Regions from separate parts of the Zea mays genome. Here regions 2, 3 and 4 are each linked to region 1. A link is a contact called in public Hi-C data. All regions are on one chromosome and are shown on one strand. The core of a region is the stretch at or near the end of the contact, and the rest is flanking DNA. Distances in the headings are between cores, read along the strand shown. Region 1 holds the start of LOC103654795 (probable serine/threonine-protein kinase SIS8). Region 2 holds the start of LOC103654801 (cytokinin dehydrogenase 7). Region 3 holds the start of LOC100273352. Region 4 holds the start of LOC100284862 (elongation factor 1-gamma 2).

Region 1 (2,863 bases), core at 257-2,756:
ATGCAATCCCATTTGAAAAGATTACACTCAAATTGTAAGTTCACACCATGAGTGGGACAATGTTTAGAAAAGATATACACAAAGGGTCGATCATAAGTCTGAGAAACCAAATTGAAGTTCTATTCTTTTGCCTTGAATCTTCCTAGCGTTCAAATATAATGATTGGAAAGAGTAAATGTATAGGAATGACAATAGTTGTGCACGAAGCACCAAACGTGTCATAAGTTAACGATCCAGATATAATCATATGACAAGATGGGAACTATTAGCATCCTTCCATATACTCTTTTGCTATCTAATATCATAAGATAACTATCAGATTAACCATAGACATGATGCAGGATGTTAAGTCACTAACCTTAAATAGCAGTGATCTGTGCCGCGACAGCCCAACCCGAAGCGAGCCAAGTGGAAGAACGACACTGTTTAGCTGGAGAGAGAGCTCGTGGCTCTTGATGCTCCACTCCCTGTTCATACCATCAGCATCCTCAACCAGACCGCCCATCGCATTAACAATGAGACCCACAATCTTCTGCGCAAGCTCAGCTGAAGCAGCACCACCATGTCCTGCCCTAGTCTGCGCAGCAATCTGTGCAGCCCTATCTTCCAGTCGTTTTAGGGCAGGGTCGTGCTCCCGATCCACCAAAATGGCCAGGAACGGGGCATCACGCCCAAGCGGGACAGCCCTGAGGTATTCGAGCGAGGGGAATTTGGCCTGGAATCCGGGATGCAGCTGCGCGCCACAGACGTCGTAGAAGCCATCGGGGAGCTGCTCGTCGTAGTTGACTACGCTGTGGTTCCAGTACCTCGCGGAGAGGGCCTCCGCGGGGCTCCGGTCGTGTCCGGACCCCGCGCCGGCCCCGAGGCTGATGAGCTCTGCCGCGCGGATCTGGACGGAGTCCGCGTCGACGAGCCCCGCGTGGTCGGACGCGGAGATGGCGAGCGCGAGGCGCACCTGGTAGTCCTCTTCCAGCCGCGTCGTGGCCGCCTCCGCCTCGAGGCCTCTAGGCTCCTCCACCGCGGGGGCGATCGACACAGCCGCGGCAGGAGTAACCGCCGGTTGCGGCGGCTCGGGGGCCGCTACCGCCGCCCCCGGCGGCGGCGGCGTCGGATGCCCCGAGCGGCGGTGCCTCGAGCGGTGGTGGTCGGGCGCCGCGCCCCCGGCCCCGGCCCCGGCGGGGCCCCCGGCGAGGTGGAGCTTGCGTAGCAGGTGTTTCATGCGGGACATGGGCGGCAGCGAGGCAGGCCCCGAACCCCCCCACGCCTCCTCTCCTCTTCCGGCGCCGGTCCAATCCGATCCGATCCGATCCGAGGCAGCTGCTGAATCGCGCTAGGAATTGTCGGAGGCAGATTTTTCAATCGCTTCGAGCGATCTACCTATCCATTCGTGACCTGTGGGTTTTTTTATTATTATTTTTGTATTCTGTTGGGGGCGTCGTCGTGGATGCTTCGCGCTCGGGTTCGACGCGGCTGGAAGAGGAAGGTACACGCAGCGGCGAAGACAGCCGACAGGGAGCACCAATACCTTGCTCTCTCATTGCGTTTATTGTTTATTCTATTACTAGGTGGATGCCCGTGCATTGCAACGGGAAGATAAAATACCATGATAACTCATGTATAAATGTGCTATAATATTATAGGAAAAGATTTCATAATTTATTTGTGATCCTACCCATACATTAATATACAAAAACACTAATTATTATTCTATATTTTTGTTAGTATCACTAAAAGTAGATGTTTACATACCTTAAAAGATATAGGTGTATATTCGTCTTTTGCTATGGAATCAATATGATAAGATACATTGATATGCAAAAATACTAATTATTATTCTATACTTTTGTTAGCATCACTAAAAGACAGTCCTGCCACATCAAAGTATTCCTGCAGATAAAATCAGTTGGCCTAAATAACATAAATCTCGATGCAACTGTTAACATCCTTACCACGTGTAGAACATCAATGCTGACAGAATCTGGTGCAACACCCTCCATTCCCACAAGCAAAACGTTGCCTGAACCTTCCCCAGTTGCCTTGTTGTTGACAATCTCCTGTCTATTTGAGTACTGAAGGTATACATTTTTCCCTCTTACCTGTGCTGGCTCTGTTGACGAGGCGTAATATGATATCATGGCAATAGCTTGATTTTGGTCGCCCTGCAAAACAATAAAAGGAATTAAAAAGAACATGCAGTCACATATCACAACTGTTTCACCAGACGATAAATCATCCCCCCCTCCAAGACAAATTTCCATAGATATTTCAGTGGTCTCACTTCTATTTACCAAAAATGAAGTCCATGATAATATAATCATGGGGTTTTTTCTTGTGCCAAGACTTCATAATGGGGTTAAGATTGTTATTTTTCACCACATATCATAGAACCTAGGCAACAAGAAACAGAGAGAGGGGGGTACAACCATTACTAATCGCAGTCAAATCGAATTGGTCAGTTCCAAATTCCAATGACAAACATCCTATGCAACTGGCACATCCAACTGGCTGATTTAAGTAACAACAACATGAGCCAGAGAACATAGCTTCTCCCCCAAAACTAACTGGATAACTAATGTACTGTATATTACAACCACTTTGCCACAATTCAGTACTAATGATCCGGAAGTCCGATCTACATAGTCTGATACTCTGGTTCTGACATCTCCGTGTCCACCAGACAGACAAGTGGCTGGCCAATACGAGTCAGGCTTGCTAACATAAGCAGGAGGGAAAGCTGGTAGTACTCGCGAATTCGATGAATGCCTGATTGTGGTTCGTATACACCACATACCATAGTGACATGGTGCCACCCAACCTCAGAATCCCATATCCAGTTTTGTGAGGATCAAACAGCACACGCTCT
Region 2 (2,863 bases), core at 155-2,654, 240 kb before region 1:
TCTCCTCCTCGCGCACCCGGTCGAGGAACTGCACGAACGTCACGTCCTTGGTGAACGCAAACCCTGGCTCGAAGCTCAGCTGATCCAGGAGTGCCTTCATTTTCTGCAACGATTCATACATCAACAACAAATGAGTTTCCTTTCGTCCAAAGCAACAATAAAGTTCGAGGTTTTTTTTTTTGTGTTCAAGCTGATCTGTACCTTATCCACAGATATCGCGGTGTCCTCGGTGTAGTACATGGCGCCTTCGATGTAGTATATCGCAGTAGGTCCGGTCCTCGACGCGAGTCCAGCAAGCCTAGCAAGATCGGCGCCGGAGAAGAAGGGTGTTGATTTGGGACCTTCGACCAAGGACCGGCTGAGCTGGACCTGGCCTTCGACGTAGTCGAACCCGACTTGGCTAGCCCGGTTCGATATGAGAAACTCCTGATCCTTGGTGAAAGTAGCGACGTCGGTGTAGGCAAGTGGAACCCAGCGCACCCTCCTGGGCGCCGGCTCAAGCCGGATCCGTGCCCTGGTTATGACCCCGAACTGGCCTAACCCACCTAGAGCCGCCATGAACAGGTCCGAGTTCACGTCCATGGAGCATGTCACCATCTCACCTGTGCCTGCATTGTTCATGACATGTATAAACTATTATTAGCATTCGTGTGTGATTAGCTGCATATGTAATTGTCACTGGGAGTGTAACCATCGATCAATCAATACCTGTGACGACGTCGAGTTCATGCACGTTGGCGATCTGCGGGCCGTGCCGGAACGCCTGCCCGCCGATGCCAGCGTTGGAGAGCGTGCCGCCGACGGTGAGCCGGAGGTAGTCGGTCCACACGCGGGGCGCCAGGCCGTGTCGCAGCGTGGCGCGGAGGACGTCGACCCACAGCTGCTCCCCGCCGACGTCGACGAACGGCTCCGCGACGGACACGTTGATGCGGGGGCCGCGCCCCAGCGAGCCCATGTCCACGACGACGCCGCCCGGGGCGAGCGCCTGGCCGCGCCAGGAGTGGCCCTGCCCGCGCGGCGCCACAGGGAACGGAGCGACCGACGAGGCGGAGAACCGGACGAGCGCGGCGATGTCGGCCGGCGTGGCGGGGTGGAACACGGCCTCCGGCGCTGCCCTCGCCATCTGGCCGAAGTCCGTCGCCGCCTTAGCCGTCGAGTTGCGGTCCGTGCGGATCCTCGACGCGATGCCCAGCCCGAAAAGATCGCTCGGGAGGACGGCGGCGGGCAGTGGCCGGGGCTGCCCAACAGCGACGGAGAGGAAGCTTGTGAGGAGGGCGGCGACGGCCACGAAACGAGTCCTTGCCATGCTTGTCTTGCGGCAACACAATGCAATCGGAGGTGACTGTGGGACCTGGACGCTTTTGTGGGGGTTATAGAAACTATAGGAGTAGAGATCGCTTGTGTGTCTTAGAGGCCAAGAACTTCCATGGTATTTATAGGCGGGGGTACCATCTGGCCTCGCAAACGTTGACAAATGGAAGCACAACAGCCTTTCGGATTACTGAAATTTGTTCTGAATATTCTGAAGCTGATTGACTTTGCTAAAAACAAAGAGCAATGTACCTGTGAAGCCACACTGGTGGTGAACTTATGTTGATGGGTCCCATCTTCTGGTTTGGAGATGTTGACTTGCTGAGAGTATGAAATGATCATTGGCCAGAGCAATGTCGTTGTTTTTTAAATGGATCGTGTAAGGTCAGAGAGATTCCGAGAATTTTTTTTTTCGTGCCTTTGCTGGCTTAAAAATAGCTGGGGCGGGCCGGTACAGTGGCCAAAATATAAGCTGCCTGTTAGTTCTCTTTCCTACTCAAATAAAAGGTAAAGCTTTTCTCTTACAACTATCATATAGCAATTTTTTTTGTTTGAGTAGACTTCAATAAATTACTCCATCCGTTTCGTTTTAGTTGTCGCTGGATAGTACAAAATTGAACTATCCAGCGACAACTAAAAAGAAACGGAAGGAGTACAACTATCAACTATGTTAAACTAAAACATGCGTAGCTACAGTTTGTTTTTACATATATCTTAATTTTTTTACAGACTAGTATATAGCAAAGGAATAAATTAATCTATGTAAAAAGTAGTTATAGACTGTAGTTCTAGCCTGAATCGGTCATGGTTAGAGAGACTAATCTTTAGTTTCTGGCTTTTAGTCCCGTTTAGTCTCTATTTTGCCAAACAGAAGGACTAAAATAGGGAATAATTGACTTTAGTCTTTAGTCCCTCACATGAGTGCTAAAGGAATTAAAGGGTAACATTTACTCCAATTGCTATTGCTTAGAAAACTGGTGTGAAACAAAAAAAATTATTTTGATCTTTATGTGTTGTATTTAATGTAGTTAGAATCTGTTTAATCACTATAACCAAATAAGGTAGGGACTAAAGTTTAATGGAAGCAAACGGTGCCTTAATATAACCCAGACGATTACACCCTCGCGGTAATCTTGGCAAGAAGCATGTGACTGCCTGCCGTGATCAACCAGCTGGCGGCAGGAGATTTCGTCCACGTGGCAACAATCCTGTCTACCAACCGCTGGCGCAGGCAGGTAAACTGGAAGCAGCTGACTCCCACCACTTGAACAATTAATCTGTTGATGTCCGGCATGGAGTGACAGGTGTGCAAGCACCTTCATATTTTTTTCCCTCGTCAACATTCTGTTTTAAATTTTTTTTATTGATTTTTTTAAATTTGGAACTCAACGATATCATACTTGTCTCTGTTCACGAGCAGTCGAGTCAGCGCAAATTTAAACTCCGCCGTGCATGGGTAAAGAAAAACATATCCTTCAAGACGGCAGGACTATGGATTTTTTTTAAACAAATAAAAAGAACAACCGGATGCAAGAACAATATAGTAAGGTTG
Region 3 (2,863 bases), core at 192-2,691, 230 kb after region 1:
GGGGGCACCCCTTCAGAACGATCGATCTCACCACTCATCCATTCACCCCAACTCTCTATTCTCTAGTGTTAGAGAGCTCCCTTGTAATCCACCACGTAAAACATTCTCACCAGGATGTAGGGTGTTACGCATCTCCAAGCGGTCCAAACCTGTAAACATTGTCCATTGTTCCTCGTGCATCCGGCACGAACCATTTAGCTACAGTCGGCGACACCGTCCTACTCCTAAAAACACCTTGAGGGGCAACCCCGGGTGTGCGGTCGGACCCAAAGCACCGACACTCGACATTGCCAAACACATCTCTGTCCACAATTTCTCAGGTGATATCAATGTTTATTTTGAATTTTATCTATGTCTTTTTCTATAAAAGGATTCATTAACATGGATAAGTCTTCTTGAGGGGCATTATGATGGAGGCATGTACTCTCTCAAACAATATGATGGTGCCACCCTCAAACAAACCCTAATTGGTTGATCTACCAGTCGCACCCAATAACATGCTTATGTTAGTTACCCCTCGTCTCAAGTTGTTTAGTTGATTATGCATCTTAATAATATTTCATGTCCTAAAGAGTCAAAGTCATCCATTTTTAGTGCCTAATATGTAGCTCAAAGTTAGCAATTGACCTATAATATCTAGGCGTCGTCTCCTAGTCAACTATGGCGTCGTCGAGATAGTTATCTTAGTTCAATTTAATTTATCATTAGCTATTTTGTAATACATTCTTGTAATGTAATAAAGATTATGATATTCGTCTCTATACACCGAGTCATTATATGTGTGGACTTGATTATAACGCACATATGAGATGTATCTGGATTTCGCTTTAAATACGGGTGTGACAATAACATCAGTCACCTATTTTTGTGCCAACCTCATATTTTATCGGTTCTCTAAACACGTGGATGTCGATTATTACTTTGTATATGATCATCCGATCATGTCTCCACTCAATAACTTGGTGTGCGGGTCGTTTCATAAGGTTCAGATTGTAGATATTATGATCAAGCCCTTATCGGTTCATAAGAATTTTGTTATAATTTGGATGTGCAGGGAGCAAAAGGATAAGGTGCAGTTACTATTCTAGCTTCTTGCTCGACGATGCGCTAGGGGTCTAGGGCAGCTGGCAATGAAGCCGAACAAAAATCCCGAATCGACAGCCTTTAAATGTCACATAAATCGCCACGACGAAGAATTGAGCAGCACCGTCCCCCACCCATCTCAGCTGCCAATTCTCCTATCCGACAGCTTGCAGGACGGATACTAATAACCGTCGATAGCACGCAGGTTCTTGCATCCGACGGCTCAGAAAGCCAGCCTCTCACGGGCTGCTCTACGCCTCCCGGGCCACCTGGCTACCCGGCCATCATAAAGAGGCGGCCTCCCGCCCCTCCTCTCCTCGCGCTGCTTGCTTGTCCGTTGTCGCAGAGAGAGAAAGAGTGGGATGGCAATGGAGAGGTCGTTGTCGTGCGCGGAGAGGGGCAGCCAGTACGGCGCCGGGGCGGGGGCGGGGGCGATGAACCTCCGGAGCTACAGCGCCTCCTACGAGCGACCGACGACAGCGGCGCCGTCCACGGTGCAGCGCGCCAGGAGCGTGAGCTCGTGGAGCACGCCGCCGGCGCCGCCGCCCGTGCAGCGGGCCGGGAGCACCAAGAGCGGCCCCACCGCCGCCGCCGGTGGCCGGGCCGCCCCGGGGCTGAACCTGCGCTCCTACAGCGCCTCCTACGCGGCCTCCTACGGGCCCACCCTGGCCGATACCGGCGGGCAGCTGAAGCGCTCCGGCAGCGTCACCAACTGGACCTCCGCCAACCGCCGCTCCGTCAACCTGAGGGGGTACGCCCCGTCCTTCGCCGCGATGGACGACACCGCCGGCGCGGTCCCGGCGCCCAGGAGGAAGCTGCGGGCGGGGGCGGACGACGCCGAGGTGCAGCGGCGGCGGCTGGTCGTGTACAAGACGTACGGCGTGGAAGGGAAGGTCCGGGAGTCGGTGCGCCGCGGCGTCAGCTGGATCAAGGGCAAGTGCTCCGGCGCGGCCTACGGCTGGTGGTGATCGATCGCCAGCTCCATCGCCGTGCCCACCGGCCTATCGGAGTGGTACTACTACGGTACGGTCTACCATATGAGCTGGTGCACTGCATGCCCACCGCCGCACCAGTACCTCCTGTTACTTGTTCTTGGAGTTAGGAGTTTTTTTAATCTTTAGGAGATGGATTTGGTTGTATGTAGTAGCATACTAGCATGAGCTGTGGAGCTTCTTCTCTTGGTGAGTGATCTCGTGTCTTGTGAGGGAAGGAGGAAGTTCATGCTGTGGGTGTCCTACTCCTCTTTACAGAACAGATATCTGGACTCTGGTCTATGTAAATATAGGTGCTGCGTATGTATATATGTGTGTATAGAATAAGATTTCTGTAAATTATTACTACTACTACAGGCAAGACTGCTGTTGATGGCCTCTTTGAAAAGGCCGGCTTCGGATTCACTATTGTAACTGTATCTCAGAAGCCGGTGAAGTGATCAAATCCTGACCTGCTCCTCCATCGTCTAGTGCTCTAGACTGATTTGGTGATCAGAGACATGTGGGGGAGGAATACCCTTACTATTCAAATTTAAATAGCAAGAGGATTAGGATTCATGATCATCAAATCAACCCCTAGTTTGTTTTGCTGCCATACTAAACAGTGACGCAGCATCATACGTGTCAGGAAGAAGGTCTGAATTTGTGGCAGCACATATATACCGCAAATGGAACGGGGGTGTCACAGTAGGATTCAGAATTTTCATCAGCCAGCAGATTTCTAGCCTGTAATCTTGGTTCCTTCTCGTTCAGTTTTTTTCTTCTTCTTCAGATTCGAGCTAAAACTT
Region 4 (2,863 bases), core at 253-2,752, 140 kb before region 1:
GACAATAGTAAAAAATAATTGTTATGAAACAATGTAATAAAAATGGTATATCAAATAAGCACTGCATGGATTATTGTAGATGTCACAATACTGAAAGGATAAATACTTCTCATTAGTAGAGGAGCGGAAAATAACATGAATATAAAAGAATTTAATGATACAAACTGGATCAAGCTTGTTAGCTAGTAAAGATCTGACATTGGATCAGTGGAACAGAGTGGCAAATTATATTGGGTCCACTCGAGAATAATCCAGACATAGAGGTCATGAGAAAGATTCTACCTATCAATTGTTTTGATCTACCATATTATCTATTCAAGAGATTATCTTCACCGTGCTAACATGTAGGGGGAAACCAGGTCATTAAACAATGACATGTAGAAATTATTATAAATACACTTTAGAAGATAATTTGACCTCTCCAATAGCCTTACAATTAAGAGTATCATCATTCCTAATTCACATCAGGGATCAACGGGAGGGCGAGGAGGTCCACCTGAACATCTCCACTATCTTTAGTGGGGGAAGTGAGATGCATCGGCGGAGACGCAGAGAGCGAGGCCCGACGAGAGGTCATAGCACGTCGAGGAAGGCGCACACGGGGGCGCACAGCAAGAGGCGGGGTAGGGGGAGCTCGAGCAGCAGCGTGCACCGGTAGGAGGCCATCCCAAACATTGCGTGGCGCAGGGACGATGGCTCCGACGTCTCTTCCGACTTCGGCGTAGGGGCGGTACATTGGAGGAGAGCGGAGGGCAACATAGCTCCTCCTCGGCGCAGTGTGCCGCCGCGCGCATCGGTGTGGCTCCCAAGCGGCGAGGGCAGGGGAGTGGGATGGTAGAGGAGCTGAAAGGCGATGGGCAACGCGTGGAGGAGCGCACAAAGTGGGACGCCGTGGTACGAGGTCAACAAGGGGCATGGGTGGCGGGGAACCTTACGGCGTCGAGGCCGAGGTGGCGGCTGGCAGCGCGCGGGAGGAGGAGCTGAGTCGCTGAGATACCCTAGAGGCGCCAGCTGCCCTGATGGGTCGGAGAGGGAGGGGTCGGGGCGGAGATCGACGCGGATGGCTCCTTTCGTTTCCGTTGGATCGAAGAAAAACTCGTGTCCACAACCACATGTCAGCAAGCCAATAGCAGCGACACCCGTGAAGCGCGGACATGCCTCCAATTCCTAGCTGCTTTTAACAAGAAGTAATGGGATAACAAAAAGGCATTACGTGGGTTGTACATGCCATAAGACTACTCTATGGGACCAATAAAAAAAGACACATGGCAAGGTCCAACCCAGTCCACGTGGCGGGATGGTGATCGGCCCTTGTCAAGAGATACTTTAGTAGGCCCATTCTTGATTGAAAGTTGGGCTGCTCCACAGTCCACACTGATGCTCGGGCTAATGTGAACTATTCAATCAGTTTCTTCGCTAGAACATCCAACGGCTGAGATCGCGTGCGCGCAACCCTAGGCACCAGATCACAGGTACTGGGAGCTCCGCCACCATAAGTAGATGGCTCCGTTAGGGTTGTTTTTGCTACTCTGCTTCTGCTCTCACCTGTTTCGCTGCTCGCCCGATCTCGCGCTGCCGGTAAAATCCACGTCTTTTAGCGAGAGAATTCGTGTCTTGATTTCTGTCGTTCGCCTGTTCGTGTTTGATGTCACTGATTTTTTGGTTGCTGGTGTGCAGATCTGAGATCGAGCGAAGCTAAGCTTTTTCATCGAGATGGTGCTTGTAAGTGTTTGTCAACTACTAGTTGTTTAAGTAGCCTCCTGCTCTTATATTTTCGATATGCTTTGGGGGGGGGGGGGGGGGGGGGGCGTTTAAGTTGCTTGCATTAGCAAGATTTTTTTCATTGTAATTTCGACTTGTGGTGTGGCATGTTATTTTCTGGTAAATTGATTTCCATTCATGTGTTTCTATGGATTCTTTCTGTAGACCCTACTTCCCGGATTTATGGTCTCTCTCACAATAACTTAAGATTTGATCGCTAAATTATTGCTTCCATGGATGGGTATAGTAGATTATCCTTATCTTGTTGCCTTAAGTGCTTGTTGGATACTACATCTTTGCCTTCTCACAGAGGAAGGGTGTGCTCAATTTTGTCTTTTTAGAGATTGAATTCATTTAGATCCGTACTGAAGTTAGGAAAATGGTAACGCCTCCCACTTAATCCCATCATCAGTTGGTATACTTAAAATGAAGTTGTGAGGTAGCAGACGCCCCCTGTTTCACAGGTGATTTTCATAGTGGTTTTATTTAAACATGAAGTGGGTCCTTGTCACTCTTTTATGTATTCCATGCTTTTAACATTAGCTAGTCTATGATGCTGATTTGGGTAGTAGTTTTCTTTTAACATGTTTGGTGTATTACTCCATCCGTCCCATTATATAAGACGTAACTACCACTGGTTCAAAGACCAAAAAATGCATTTAATTCTCTCTATACAACTGTATCGATGTACGTGTGCATAGAGAGAGCACACCTTATATTGTGGGACAAGAACAAAAGGTGGTTATACCTTATATTCTAGGACGGAGGGAGTAATAGTTTGATATGTTGTAAGTTAACGAGCGTCAAGTCATTGCCAATATAACCTTGCTCCAGGTTTATAATTTTGTGTTAATATGTTTGGTGTTTCCAATAAAACAAGCTCATTCAAGTGAGCTGATAAGCACCAAGTCACAATGTAATCCTTGCTGATGCTAAGCAGAATACAGTTGAGTTCTGGTTCTTCTGAGCAGAAAAGGCATATTCACCTTTTGACACCCATTTGATATTAGATTTTCCTAACTTTTGTACTAGAGATAGGCATCAGTATAAGCATCATTATTATTTATAGCATATTGTTTTTTTTGATTGATTACCTTATGTA

What was found. A called contact is a pair of places that touch in the nucleus more often than the background predicts.
Region 2: a contact with region 1 is called in a Hi-C map of bundle sheath, with 3 times the contacts expected there. The contact joins the promoter of LOC103654801 here to the promoter of LOC103654795 in region 1. A contact is called at or near these places in 7 of 25 Hi-C or Micro-C datasets (bundle sheath, ear, endosperm and 3 more).
Region 3: a Hi-C map of ear shows a contact between it and region 1, with 1.7 times the contacts expected there. The contact joins the promoter of LOC100273352 here to the promoter of LOC103654795 in region 1. A contact is called at or near these places in 3 of 25 Hi-C or Micro-C datasets (bundle sheath, ear and leaf).
Region 4: a Hi-C map of tassel shows a contact between it and region 1, with 2.3 times the contacts expected there. The contact joins the promoter of LOC100284862 here to the promoter of LOC103654795 in region 1. A contact is called at or near these places in 4 of 25 Hi-C or Micro-C datasets (bundle sheath, ear, leaf and 1 more).

What each region holds. Positions count from the first base shown.
Region 1 is chr4:238,385,381-238,388,243 of Zm-B73-REFERENCE-NAM-5.0, reverse strand. LOC103654795 (probable serine/threonine-protein kinase SIS8) reads right to left here and starts at 1,506. Exons shown (of 12, transcript XM_008681611.3): 1 at 359-1,506. The coding sequence starts at 1,228.
Region 2 is chr4:238,622,967-238,625,829 of Zm-B73-REFERENCE-NAM-5.0, reverse strand. LOC103654801 (cytokinin dehydrogenase 7) reads right to left here and starts at 1,404. Exons shown (of 3, transcript XM_008681615.3): 1 at 709-1,404; 2 at 202-608; 3 at 1-103. The coding sequence starts at 1,306.
Region 3 is chr4:238,158,167-238,161,029 of Zm-B73-REFERENCE-NAM-5.0, reverse strand. LOC100273352 reads left to right here and starts at 1,441. Exons shown (of 1, transcript NM_001159432.1): 1 at 1,441-2,425. The coding sequence starts at 1,446. The coding sequence ends at 2,051.
Region 4 is chr4:238,523,395-238,526,257 of Zm-B73-REFERENCE-NAM-5.0, reverse strand. It overlaps LOC100284862 (elongation factor 1-gamma 2), which reads left to right and starts at 1,502. Exons shown (of 8, transcript NM_001157757.2): 1 at 1,502-1,578; 2 at 1,678-1,722. The coding sequence starts at 1,714. LOC103654799 (a long non-coding RNA gene) reads right to left here and starts at 90. Exons shown (of 4, transcript XR_002750501.1): 1 at 1-90.